Regions from separate parts of the Pan troglodytes genome. Here region 2 is linked to region 1. The links are chromatin contacts, called in public Hi-C maps. All regions are on one chromosome and are shown on one strand. The core of a region is the stretch at or near the end of the contact, and the rest is flanking DNA. Distances in the headings are between cores, read along the strand shown.

Region 1 (5,926 bases), core at 2,580-5,079:
TGCCCTCCTGAAAGAGACGCTGCAGCTGCGCTCTCAATGGGGCCTCAGCCTGCGGGGTCCGGGGAGGGGATGAAGTGGGTGGTTGCCCAGCCGGTGTACGAAGGTCGTGTGCCTGCCGAAGAGTGGGTCCCACACGCACAGCGCGCACCGTACCATCCAAGCAAGGCTCACAGAGAGCATTTAGTCGTCCAGAGCAAAGGATGCTGGGCACCCAAGAGAGCAGGGGGCCAAGTGGCTGTCAGTTCTGGTCAGTGACGGAACTGGACAGCATCTCCAAGGGCCAGGGGATGAGGTAGGAGGATAGAGGAGCCAAGCTCCTGGGAAACGACCCCCCCAACCTATCCGCGACCGGTTGCAAATTCAAAGGAGGGCTGGGAGCCCGCGAGGGTGCGGGAGGTGTCCTCGCTTGGGCTGCGTGTGCGCGCGCGTTTGTGTGTGTGTGCGCGCGCGTGTCTTCAGCTCCTTCCCCGGTCGTAAAACCTAAACGGAAGACGGGTGTTAAAATGCTGCTGACAGGATCGCCTGAAACATGTTTACAGTAGGAAGGACTTTCCTCCAGAAAGCACAGTCTGAGTCGATTCCAATTTATTTCCTCCCTGTAACTGTAAGCGAAAGGAGAGGTTCGGCTGCCGCGGCGGAGCGAGGCTGAGCACCATTAATCCTCGGCGAGCTTAAGCCAGGGAGAGCGCTGTGCCTGCGAGACCGAGTCGCTGCGCTCCGGAAGGCGTTCTGCCTGAAGGAAACCTCTTTTTTTTTTTTTTTTTTTTTTTTTTTGAGTAGGGAGTGGCCTTTGCACTGGCGTCCTTAAGTAAGGCGCGTCGTTTCTCTGCAGCCGCTCTCGGAAGCCGGAGAAACTGCATTCACTTTAGCAAGAAGACAGGGAAACTGAAATTGATAATCCCCCGACTTGGGTTACCTGATCCAGACAGGAAGCTGGTCTAGGCTTCCCCAGTCACCCGGAGCTCCTGACAAGTGAGCAGGAGGCGGCGGGTGGTTGCCCTAAACTTTGATTTATGAAAAAAAATCAGAATTCATCGACATACCCTGTTACTCGTTGAGCGTTTAAGCCTCTAACTAAAGAAGGTACAGTGGTAGGGAGTGGTAGGGGGGTCGGGAGAGGAGGAAGGGGGAGAAGAAAGAAGACTGACTATCCCCACGATTTCCTACCTCGCCTCGCGGGCGCAGGGAGGCTCAGCGATGCCACCTGGCGGCTGCTTCTCCCCAGATTGGGAGCCGGCTGGCTGCAGACAAACCCAGGCTCTCCCCGGGTGCCGTGCCTCTCTGCCTCTAGAATAGAAGCAGAAGCCTGTATTCATGCTTGCAATCCAAGTGGCCCTGCAAACATTCGTCTTCTGCTTGTTTTCTTGAGAAAATCGAAGGAAAGGAATAATGAGTTGGCATTGGCATGAACAGCTTAAGCCTACTGTGTGCTAGTCACTGGTTATGAGAGGAAAATGGTACAATTGTTACAAATGCAGGTTTCTTAACTCTTAGCTTATTCTAGTGATAAAAATAAATGCTAGGTTTCATTTACCCCAGAATCCTATTTTGATATTTTGCAAATATGAGTTATTTCCATATATTATTTTTCAATGCACGCACCCCCACCCCCATTACGCGCTGAGCCCAGTTACAATGCAATGTCATCAGCCCAAAAGGATGAAGTGCAAGTTATGTTTGTCTACTTGACTGAGAAGTAAATCAGCCTCACATGGAGGCTTCTTTTCCATAAAGTGTGGACCCAAAAAAACTGGCGCCTTTCAGTTGACAAAGGCCAATGACATCAGATTTCCCAGGGCTTCTTCCTTGTCAGGTAAAGTAACAACTACACAGTTTTTCCTCCTCTTTATTTTATTTGAACTGAATACTTGTCAGGTCTGACTAGCGCCTACAATCATAGTTTCTATAACCAAGGCAAGGCAAAATCTTGCAAATCAGTGCAAATCCAGATTTGTTAAACTAATTTCCATTCAGGTCCCTCCCTCCATGCCAAAGGAATATATTAAGCAGTGGAATAGAATCTTATTTCATCTATGCCCCATACCATTGTATGGATGTGAGATTTTATGTTGTGTAGATGTGTGAGAGCAGAAGAAATGCATTAGCAGATATTACACTTACATCTCAAATGGAATTCCATCATTTAAGGGAATAAAATAAAATACCTAATTCAAAATTGGAAATGTCTAACATCATTGCTAACAAAGACAGTTTATTATTCTAAACCAGGATTTTTTTTTTCTGCAAAATTATCTTGGCTTTCTCTTAATACAGCTAAAAGACTAGCATTAAGAATTACTTCATGTACTGCAAAGCCAGCAGAGGGAACACTGCGTACTGATTTAGTAGGGGCCACCAAATATCTGGTATTTGGGGAAAAAAATGTCAGTAATGGAGAACTGATTACAGAGCATAGGAAGTTAGGGAATGAGAAGGGAGAAATCTTTTCTCATTATTTGGTATTGAGAGGTCCAACACATTCCAGTGTGCACACACTTAGTTGGTCACAAAGATGACTTTAATAAAAGGGCATTCGTCATATGTTTTCTTACATTCTAAGAGAACTAACCCATTAGAACAGATCTATTTCAGAAGTCTAGGCACTTGTGTAATATATAAATATATATACAGTAATTATAAAGTCAATGGAAGTTACTGATACCATATTTCATCAAGTCTAAGAGGAAATTTTTCTTTTCATTTCAACTCTTCCTGAAATAAGGAGGCATCCTACATCTAGGGGGATATCACAGTTTCATTGGCAGCTTTCTTCCTTGGTGGAATGTAATATAATGGTGTGTCTTAAAATTTGTTGGATTTGTTGAAATACAGAAAATACATGTAACAAAAGAATGAGGCCAGTGGCTGTGTTTTAGTACACCCTTTAAAAAATCCATGTGTTTTAAGCAGAAACATATATGACTGCTTTAACTTCCACTCTTCCCTATCATATTCGATGATGGAAGCATAAATGACTGAGAAATATAATCAATAATGTTGATACTCAACTTGACTGAATTATCAAACTAGCTACACCCTCAAATCATTAGTACAAATTCAAAAATAAATATTCTTTTTTATCCTAGTGAAAATATTGATCTTATAGATAACAGCCCTCTTAAAATAATTTTTTTTTGTCAGATTGGTAACATTTAAGGATGTGTTTCTATGCACACCAGAGAAAATGAAGTATATAACACAGCAACACTGTTATGCAAAAAAGGTGCCTGTGTGTTTTTGGTTTGGGTTTTTCTTTTTTTAAGGATTTGTTTCTCCTTTTTTAAAAAAATTATGTAATACAAGTAGCTAATCGTCAAAAATTATTTGCTTTTACCCACAAAAACAGTTTTGCTTGTGGTTGATCCTTACAGATCCAGTCAGATGGCTACATAGGGTGTTCTTTCCAGTAAAATTCTAAGTCTGACAACCTGGGCCTATTGCCAGCCTACATACTTTAAAAGTTTGACAAGATACATAGAAATTTACTACCCAGCACTAGTTTAATCTGAATCAAAAGCTGACTTAATTATTTTGGATTGACTTTACCTAACCACTTATGGTTAGCCTGAAGAATATTAGTTTCCTATTATAGTGTTAAGGAAAGCTGATTTTTACTACAATTCTAATTTTCAGACATTGGAAAACAAGTAATTTCTGTAGCCAACGTTTATTTTGAATACCTTGGCATCCTTTCTTTGCCACATTCTTCTTAGTATTCTTCATGGAGTTTCTTTCTTTTAAAATCAATGGAATGGCAGGGTTGCCACTATTGTCCTTCTATGGTTCACATCAATGATCTGTGATTACTTTTTTTTTTTTTTTTGAGATAGTCACACTCTATCACCCACACTGGAGTGCAGTGGCTCAATCTTAGCTCACTGCAACCTCCTGGGTTCAAGCAATTCTCCCGCCTTAGCTTCTCGAGTAGCTGGAATTACAGGTGCATGCATCCCTGCCCAGCTAATTTTTTAATTTTTTAATTTTTAGTAGAGACAGGGTTTCACCATGTTGACCAGGCTGGTCTCGAACTCCTGACCTGAAGTGATCCACCCACCTTAGCCTCCCAAAGTGCTGGGATTACAGGCATGAGCCACCGCGTCCCGCCTGTTATTACTTTTTTACATAAGTGGCTATTCTGTTTTAGCCTCTTGAACAACATGCAGCTTTTACTAGGAGTGTGTCTGGCATCTGAATTAGAAAGGAAGGTATTAGTATTCATTGAGGGCTTACAATACATCAGGTGCTTCATAGTCACAAATTCATTGAACCCTCATAAAAACCCTCTATAAAGTAGCTCCTAGTGTTCCCATATAATAGATGAGGAAAACTGAGACTTGGCCACATCCCCATAGTTACAAACCATTAAGAAGGATTAGCAGCCAGGTCTACTATGAATCCGGAGGCCCCATTCTCTTCTGCTACCAGTTATCACCTCCTTCTACAGTTTCTCTTTGCCTTGATTTTTCAGTTCCCTTCGATTCAAGTAACAGATAAGAGGAAATATATAAGAAGGAAAGGAGGAAGATGGCTTTGGGAGGAGGAGAGGGAAGAGAGTGAAGCAATCTTTAATTTTGAAAACAGGGAAAACAAATATTTAGAAAGTAAAACCGATTTCCATCCTTTACATGCCATTATACATCCTATACAAAACTCTGGAAATCTGCCTATTGAGGTAATTACGGAGCACTACCTAATGTGTTTCAAGGGAAAGCTCCCCCGTTTGGGCTATGCAGGATTTACAGGGAGTTTAAATCATTAAATAACCATAGTTGACCCTTGCTTGGTTAAGAGAGTAAGCAATTATTGCAAAGTCCTCTTCCCTGCCTTCCACAAACAGCACAAAAACGGTTCTGAAGGGATTTACACAATACATCAACATCTGTGCTGTACCTAGAGTTGTTAAAATAATTGTGATGACAGGTGTCCAGGTACCACTTTCTTAATGGTTTTCAATATCCATTGATTTATTGTTTTGTGGCTTTCTCTTCCCCTTTACAGCTTTGGCTTTAAGAAAGAGCTGGGGAACAGATTTTGCACCAGAGGCTGATTCTTTATTCCAATGCTGAAAAGAACTAATAAAAATAATCACTTGGCTTTTAAGCAGAAAGCTTCCATTTACAGTATTTCACCCTTACCCCGCCCCGTTCCAAGCCCCTTGTTATCTAACATAATGGTTAGAATACATTTCCGTCTCTCCCCTTAATAATTTCATGCATTAACATCCTCTTCACACACTATACACACACGCACGCGCGCACACACACGCGCGCACACACACACAGCAAAAGGAAAAAAGAGGCAGCAGAAATCTCAGCTGTACTTCTAGCCCTTTTAAAAAGTTTGCTCTGTAAATTGGAATGAGGTCAGATTTGGAGCTTCTCATTGCACGCGGAGATTATTATTGCATCGGGTTCCAAGCCAATGGGAAGCCCGGGGGAGGGGTTTGGCATGAGGAAGCGTTGGTTACAGCAGCTGATTGGCTGCAGCCAAGACTGTGAAAGGATAAAGAGGCGCGAGGCGGAATTGGGGTCTGCTCTAAGCTGCAGCAAGAGAAACTGTGTGTGAGGGGAAGAGGCCTGTTTCGCTGTCGGGTCTCTAGTTCTTGCACGCTCTTTAAGAGTCTGCACTGGAGGAACTCCTGCCATTACCAGCTCCCTTCTTGCAGAAGGGAGGGGGAAACATACATTTATTCATGCCAGTCTGTTGCATGCAGGCTTTTTGGCTTCCTACCTTGCAACAAAATAATTGCACAAACTCCTTAGTGCCGATTCCGCCCACAGAGAGTCCTGGAGCCACAGTCTTTTTTGCTTTGCATTGTAGGAGAGGGACTAAGTGCTAGAGACTATGTCGCTTTCCTGAGCTACCGAGAGCGCTCGTGAACTGGAATCAACTGCTTCAGGGAAAAAGAAAAAAAAAAAAAAAAAAA
Region 2 (6,437 bases), core at 3,764-6,263, 560 kb after region 1:
TGCTGGATCTCTTCCTTGGTTAACTTTGGAGAATTCAAATTGGGAAAAGGTTGTCTTGAAGGACAAAAGATGTGTGCAGTTACTGGACCTTGAGCTCCAAGATGGCAGAGACCATGCATCTCTTGCTCATCATTGGAACCCCAGGGTCTGGGACCATCCTTGACACACTTATACAGTGAGAGGCTGAAAGGGCATCTCAAATGAATTAAAGGCCACTTACCTTGATATCTACACAGTCCAATAACACATGTTGTAGACAATTATCTCCCACCTGTTTAATGATTCTCCGGTTCTAGTTAGCCGGCATAATCAATTTTGCTAAAAAGGTATACCTCTCACTTCTTGGGAAGGACGTCCCAAATAGGCAACTTACTTAATTCCAGGATGAGTGACAGAATCTACAGACCCTGAGGCCATCTCACTTGTACTTGCCTTAATGTAACTAGTAAAGCATACCTGGCAGTGCAGCACCTCCACAGAAAGGTGCTCCAGAAAGCAATTGTTTGCTCTCACCCTGCTGAGAAGTAGCTATATCCATGTGGCTTAAGGGCTGTAGCTGCAGCCATGAGCAGTGTTAGAAAAATATCACCACCATTTGCCAGCATGAGATGCCAAACTGCAAATAAGAGACATGTCGATTCAATGAAGCAGAAACATTTCACTTGTTTTTAAGATTACTTGCGAGAACTTTATTGCTATGTGTTTGTCTGCCTTTAAATAAGAAATTGCATTTTTAAAAAACCATCTCTTCTCTTCTCCCTGCAAAGGGACGAGGCTTTCCTACTCGGGTGAATATTGCCTGTGCTGCTTACCGAAGAAAGGGAGCAGTCTTGGCAAGCATCTTATTAGTCTAAAAATAAATTATTCAGAATGCAGGTTCAGATACAGATTGCAGGGAGAGATAATAGAATTGGTTTTCCAAGCCTGATCATGCTATGAAGACGTGGTGTGTGCTTTTCAGGAATCCACTTAAGTGGAATCAGCTTTGACTAATACATACTAGAAATAATATTGCTGCCATCCAGCTAGTGTCTGTGGTACAGCATCCTCAGAATGTCTTCAAGTATCCACGGCCTCTTTAGTCTCTGTAAGTGTGCATATGTAAAAGTGTATATGTATTCCCAAGCAAGCTTCAGAGGCATGCTTCTCATTGTTCTTTTAAGGAAATGTCTTCCTGGCCGCCTGAGAGGGGCATGTCTCACTTGAGGTTTGTCTCCCTCCTGCTCCCCCTGCCTGGGTGAAATAGTTGACCACATCAGCAGCCGACTGCAGTTTGTCATGTGGTTTCTCATGTGATGCTGGGTCTGCAGCACTTGGGAGCAAGAGTCTTTGTGACTGGCACTCATGGACAGACAGTGGTGTTCAGGGACAGAACAGATTTTGGAGGGGGTGGGGAGGCCAATAAACCAAGAAACGTCAGAAATAAAAGTCGCATGAAGTACTCTGATCTCTGTATTCCCTTTTTTTTTTTTTTTTTTGAAATTTGATTTTAACTCTTGCTTTTTTTTTATGGTTTGTGTCTGTTTTTTCCACCCCCGCTGGCGCCGAGCTGCGCTGTTTTGTGTTTCTTTTTTTTTTTTTTTTCTTTTTTCTATTTTTTTTTTTTTAAATTCTGAAGCCAGACCGTCTTTCCTCACAGCTCCAGGGCTGCATCTCCGTGGGCACGCCAAGCTTCCCCTGGTTACCTGAGCTGCTCCTGCCGTCTCCCGCCTGGGCTTCGCCAAGGTGCACCCGATCCCGGAATCGTGCGTCTGCGCCCTGCGAAAGAAGGACCTGCTGGCGGAGCTCCGGCCAGGGTCTCCTGCCTCGCAGCTGGGCGAGGGGACTTGGAGGACAGGGTGAAGCTGCAGAAGGCCTGGGGTGGGATGGCTAGAGAGGACGCCAAGGACTGGGGAAGGGGAAGTTAGGAATACCTTACATCCAATGCCCACCCGTGCTCCACAGGGCAAGGGCAGCCGTCGCCTCCGCCGCGTGCACCCAGCTCAGGCTGTTCCCAGGGATTTAGTCTGGGGGGACAACCCATGGCGAGATGTGGTGGCATTTTACCTCAGAGTGGAGCTGAAGATGGATAAACAAGGTATCTGATGTATCTGCCTGAGAAGGCAGAGCTGGAGAAAGGCGGAGCGAGGGAGCGCGTGAAAAGAAAGAGATGCCGAATGCCGGGTGATTGTCTGCCGCTTGCTGTGCATTCTCATTCTAGGGAGGATGGCATAATTTATAACCCAGCACATGGATAGAGGAACTGTAAATTGTAGTCTGGATGTCCCCGGTGCTGTCGACGAAGGAACTGATGGGCTAGATGACTGTACCAGTGTCCCCAGAGAAAATCGCAGCCTCGCAGCATGGATTTAAATGCATGTGCATGCATGTAGAGACATGAAAAAAGGTTTCTGACCATTTTACACAGGAAGTCTGTCACTTTGCTGGATCGGGCTTGATTGCAGCTTGTGTTTTCAGCTCCAGTTCAACACCCATTTCCTGACTAGTGAGACAGCATGGCCAAAGCAGCTGCATGCAGAATTTTCTTTTTACTGTGAAAGCAAGCCCCCTCTGTTTTAACTCCTTCCAGTTCTGAATGCTCTGTGCTTTGCTAGGACCGATTGTGGGGTTTTGTTTTCTTCTTCTACAAATCCCTGTAAACACAGCTGTATTCAGTAATGGCAAAAGATTCTATCCTGTAAATAGAAATCTGATCAATTTAATCAAAATAAATGTATCCCAGATGACTTTGAGACCAGCTGGCTACCACAGGCTTCAGATGCTAAATGCTCAGTGGAGATGAATACAGTGTTATATTTACATGTTTCAGAATGCCGGGATCAGCCTATAATTTGCAAAAAGAAATTATTTTCTAAAGACGAGAGGTGGTCCTACCAGCTCACAGCTGAGATGGTTAGGTACAGGTGTAAATGCTGTTCATGTGATTTGGAGATTTGCAGTGTTGCATTTCAAAAGGCATGTGCCATGAGGCAGAGTATGGCTGTTGTCAGTATGGAGAATGCTTGCTTCTAACTTGCTGTTATGGAGAGCCGAATGCCCTCCGAATAGCTTCTAGTGAGGTTGAGGGCAGGCACTTGAGGCTTGTTGTAGATTCAGATGTGAGAGCTGGGGTTCTCCAACCCCAGCTCAGTGGAGTCAGCTCAACCCTGGGGGTGAGGAGGTTTCCCAGTTGTCATGGGGAGCTCTTCTGGGGCGCCTGTCTGGCCCTTCCACTGTTTGTTACTAATTCTACAAAGGCAGCTCTGTGTGTTGGATTATGTTTGGCCAGCTGTTGATGCATTCCTGCGGATGGGGCTGGGTGAGGATCTTATTACTGTACTTTCAAACTGTAGATCTGTGTGCAGGGATAGTACAGAAGGAAAGGAAAAGCAATAAGTTACAGAATCTGATCATTCTTACCTCTTTCTCCAGATAGTCCTAGAGTGAATCCAGAAAGGCTTTAAAGTGAAAAGAGGAAAGAGAGAGTAAGTGATTGGGGGTGGGTGGCATGAGGAGAAGAGAATGAAACAGAGCAAGCGCACAAGAGAAAAACAGCCTTAGAACTTCAAAGCTGCATAGACAAGCAGAATGTCACCAGCTTGTAATTAGCGGTTCATGGTTGCGTCAGTGACTGTATCCTATCCAAGAATAACTATGTGATGTGTGCCACAAAGTGAAGAAGATAGTCATAACTAAGTTATCAAACCCAGTTCAAACAAGGGCAAATGGATTAAGAAATTTTCTGTTTGTAAATCAAATACTGATGGATTACACAGATAAGACTTAACTGAATTCTGCATAATTGAAGGCTGAATTATCAATTTGTCGGGGGATATGTTCATTAAATGAAACTGTGAACGCTTAAACATGCAAATTAACCATGCGAGAAAATATCAATGCAAGCTCTATCAGTACAAGATGTTTTACTAAATAGCCAAAAATGGCACTGCCAGTCTCCTATCTCTGTATCCACACATAAATTTTTTTGTTTGTTTTTGTGCATTTCAATAGAGAGAAGTCAAAAGTTACATTCGAGTAAATAGGGTAAATTAAATTCTAAAATTCCCACTTTAGAATTTAAAAAACAACTAAGGAGTTTTGATTTTTGGTGATCTCCCGAGTTTAAACCTTGAAGGAGCTTTTGTTGTCTTGAAGCCAAACAGCAGCTAGTCAGTAATCGTTATGGGAAGTCAGGGTACCACAGTTGTTGAGATTTCAAGGCCACGTTCACTTCCCTCCCTTGTCTCTTGTGCTTGGAGATTTGGGTGCTACTACAGCCTCCACAAAGAGACAGTGGGAGGAGCTGATTGGTCCGTAGGCTTAGAATGTTTACTCTTATTTGTTTTCAGTGCTCCTCCATGGCATTCATTTTCTGTTTGTATCTGTGTTCATGCTGCACAATTACTCCTGACCTGCTTTGTTTCTCTGCCCAAAGAGAAGTCAATTTTAGTTCAGCTCTGTGTGTTTAGCTTGCTGGGTAATATGTGCATATGTATTGCATTACCCATGTATGCATTTTTCTTTTTTTAAAATGTGGATTAGGGAAAATTGTAGCATGGAAAGCTGCATATATTAAATCAATAGCTTTTTGAATCACATGTAATATAATTTAAATATACTCACTTTGAGGTTGCCAAAACTGACATTGTCTGAGCCCGTTTAATTTACATCTTCGATTTAGTCAAGAAGCGGAACCTGCCAGATCAGAATAGTGTATTCTGTGCACCCAACAGGGTGGAAGACATTATTTTGTTTGTGTTAGTTCAAACAGCTGGTCATTAATGCAGTCCCCATTTCTAGAGCGAAGTGCTGCTGGACATGAATGCCCGCCTGATTAATGCTGCCCCTCCGAGGGTCCTTCACCCAGCAGTCATGCTCGCAGCAGAATAATGTAGCATGATGTGATTGCACTCTAACAGGATAGTATGTCATTGTGTCACCAAGCAATTGAGGTTATTATGGGGCAGGGCAGACAGACGGGACAGTGGGGTTACTAGACCGTAGCATTTTTAGAAATACAGGCCTGACCTACTTAGAGTTATTCTCTCTGGCTGGCAGCTGCATGGTACATAAAGTCTCCTGATAGGCTGAGGCTGTTGCTAGGGGGAATTAGCATGAATTTTTCCACACACAGACTCAGTGGCTGAATGATAAAAGCTGACTGGAATTAAAGAGATTTGGTTTAGTATTATACAGATTTATGTGCCTCCTTTTCTTTCTCAAGTGCAGAGAAAGAGTGCAAAACACAGATTTTGTTTCCATTTGTTCTTTGACCTTCTTGTTCTCTCCCCCTCCCCTCAAGATGCATGAGGGGAGGAGGGCAGGGCAGTTATGAAATTTTGGTTAATCTCTCACTGTTGGGGTCACTGAAACGATGTCACAAATTGCAAGATATTTAAGCTTAAAAACTGTTGGGAATGACTAACAGAAGGTTAGATTATTTTTCCTCTTCTGTGCACTAAGCTGTTTTGAAGTTGGGCGTGCATCTTTCATGCACTGTATATTTAAACTCTCTTTCCCTTTTGGGCTTGAACAAAACATTTATATAAATTCTTTTCTATCCAAACAGATTGAAGCTTGCAATCTCTGTCTTGTTTAAAACAAGGTGGTCAGGATTCCAGATTTAGATAGGAAAAATATATATATACCATTTTTGTTATTACAAAATATTATTTTCTGGGGTATTGTGGGTTTGGCTCTCTTTTCAAAAACCAGCCTGATGTGGATGCTTATGGATGAAACTGAACTGCTCCTACCCTACCCTGTTGGCTTCACAATGTATAGGAAAACATAGGTTTTTCTCCAGAAGAAAATCTGCCTGCAGAATGTATCTGGAGGTTGTTTTCCTTGTTGCTGACATATGCACTGCATGTAGACAACTCACATAATCAATTTTATAAGATGACCCATTTTTTTCCTTCTCGTGGATCTCCAAGTGTCTGTGGCTTTTAATAGATCTTTTCTAGAGGAGGAGTCTTGATAGATCTTTTTAAGGTAATCTGAAAAGCCATCAGGAGAAAAATTAAAGCAACACATATTTAAGAATACTTTAATTTTTCTTGTTCTTAATTATATGCTAACTGTGCTTAAACTGCAATTTCTTTCTGTTACCTTTTACTGCTGAAAGTAGTGATTATCCTTGCCTTTTAGATTTGAAATTAATTTTTGTGAGAACACCCTGGGCTATCACAAGTAAAAAAGAAACTGGGCTACATAAAGGAGAAGAATAATAGAGATTCTTGTAAACTTGTCACATTAGTTTTTTTTTTTTTTTTTTTTGCCCACGTGAAAAAGGCAAGAGAAAATTTAGGTGTAGATTTTTCTTTTCATTTACATTTTTAAAAATATTTGGAACTATTTAGATACATAATGCTTTAAAACAGTGATTCCTACTTATAGCAGAGACTACAGTCAAAACAAAACAAATCCTCTAATGGTATCAGAGCCAAGAAATCTAT

Evidence for each region. Hi-C and Micro-C count contacts between places; a contact is called where the count stands out from the background.
Region 2: a Hi-C map of stem cell-derived neural progenitor cells shows a contact between it and region 1, with 6 times the contacts expected there. The contact joins the enhancer-like site here to the promoter of SOX4 in region 1. A contact is called at or near these places in 1 of 7 Hi-C or Micro-C datasets (stem cell-derived neural progenitor cells) and 1 of 1 datasets of contacts at active chromatin or transcription factors (stem cell-derived excitatory neurons).

Annotation. Positions count from the first base shown.
Region 1 is chr5:27,538,266-27,544,191 of NHGRI_mPanTro3-v2.0_pri, forward strand. It overlaps SOX4 (SRY-box transcription factor 4), which reads left to right and starts at 3,830. Exons shown (of 1, transcript XM_527244.9): 1 at 3,830-5,926.
Region 2 is chr5:28,097,513-28,103,949 of NHGRI_mPanTro3-v2.0_pri, forward strand. No RefSeq gene overlaps it. Among named protein-coding and RNA genes, the nearest start is that of PRL, 150 kb to the right of the region's middle. Within about 2 kb of position 5,014, at least 11 of the 24 cell types and tissues checked have an H3K27ac peak or open chromatin away from gene starts, as enhancers often do. A contact at or near this core is called in stem cell-derived neural progenitor cells, where this site is marked.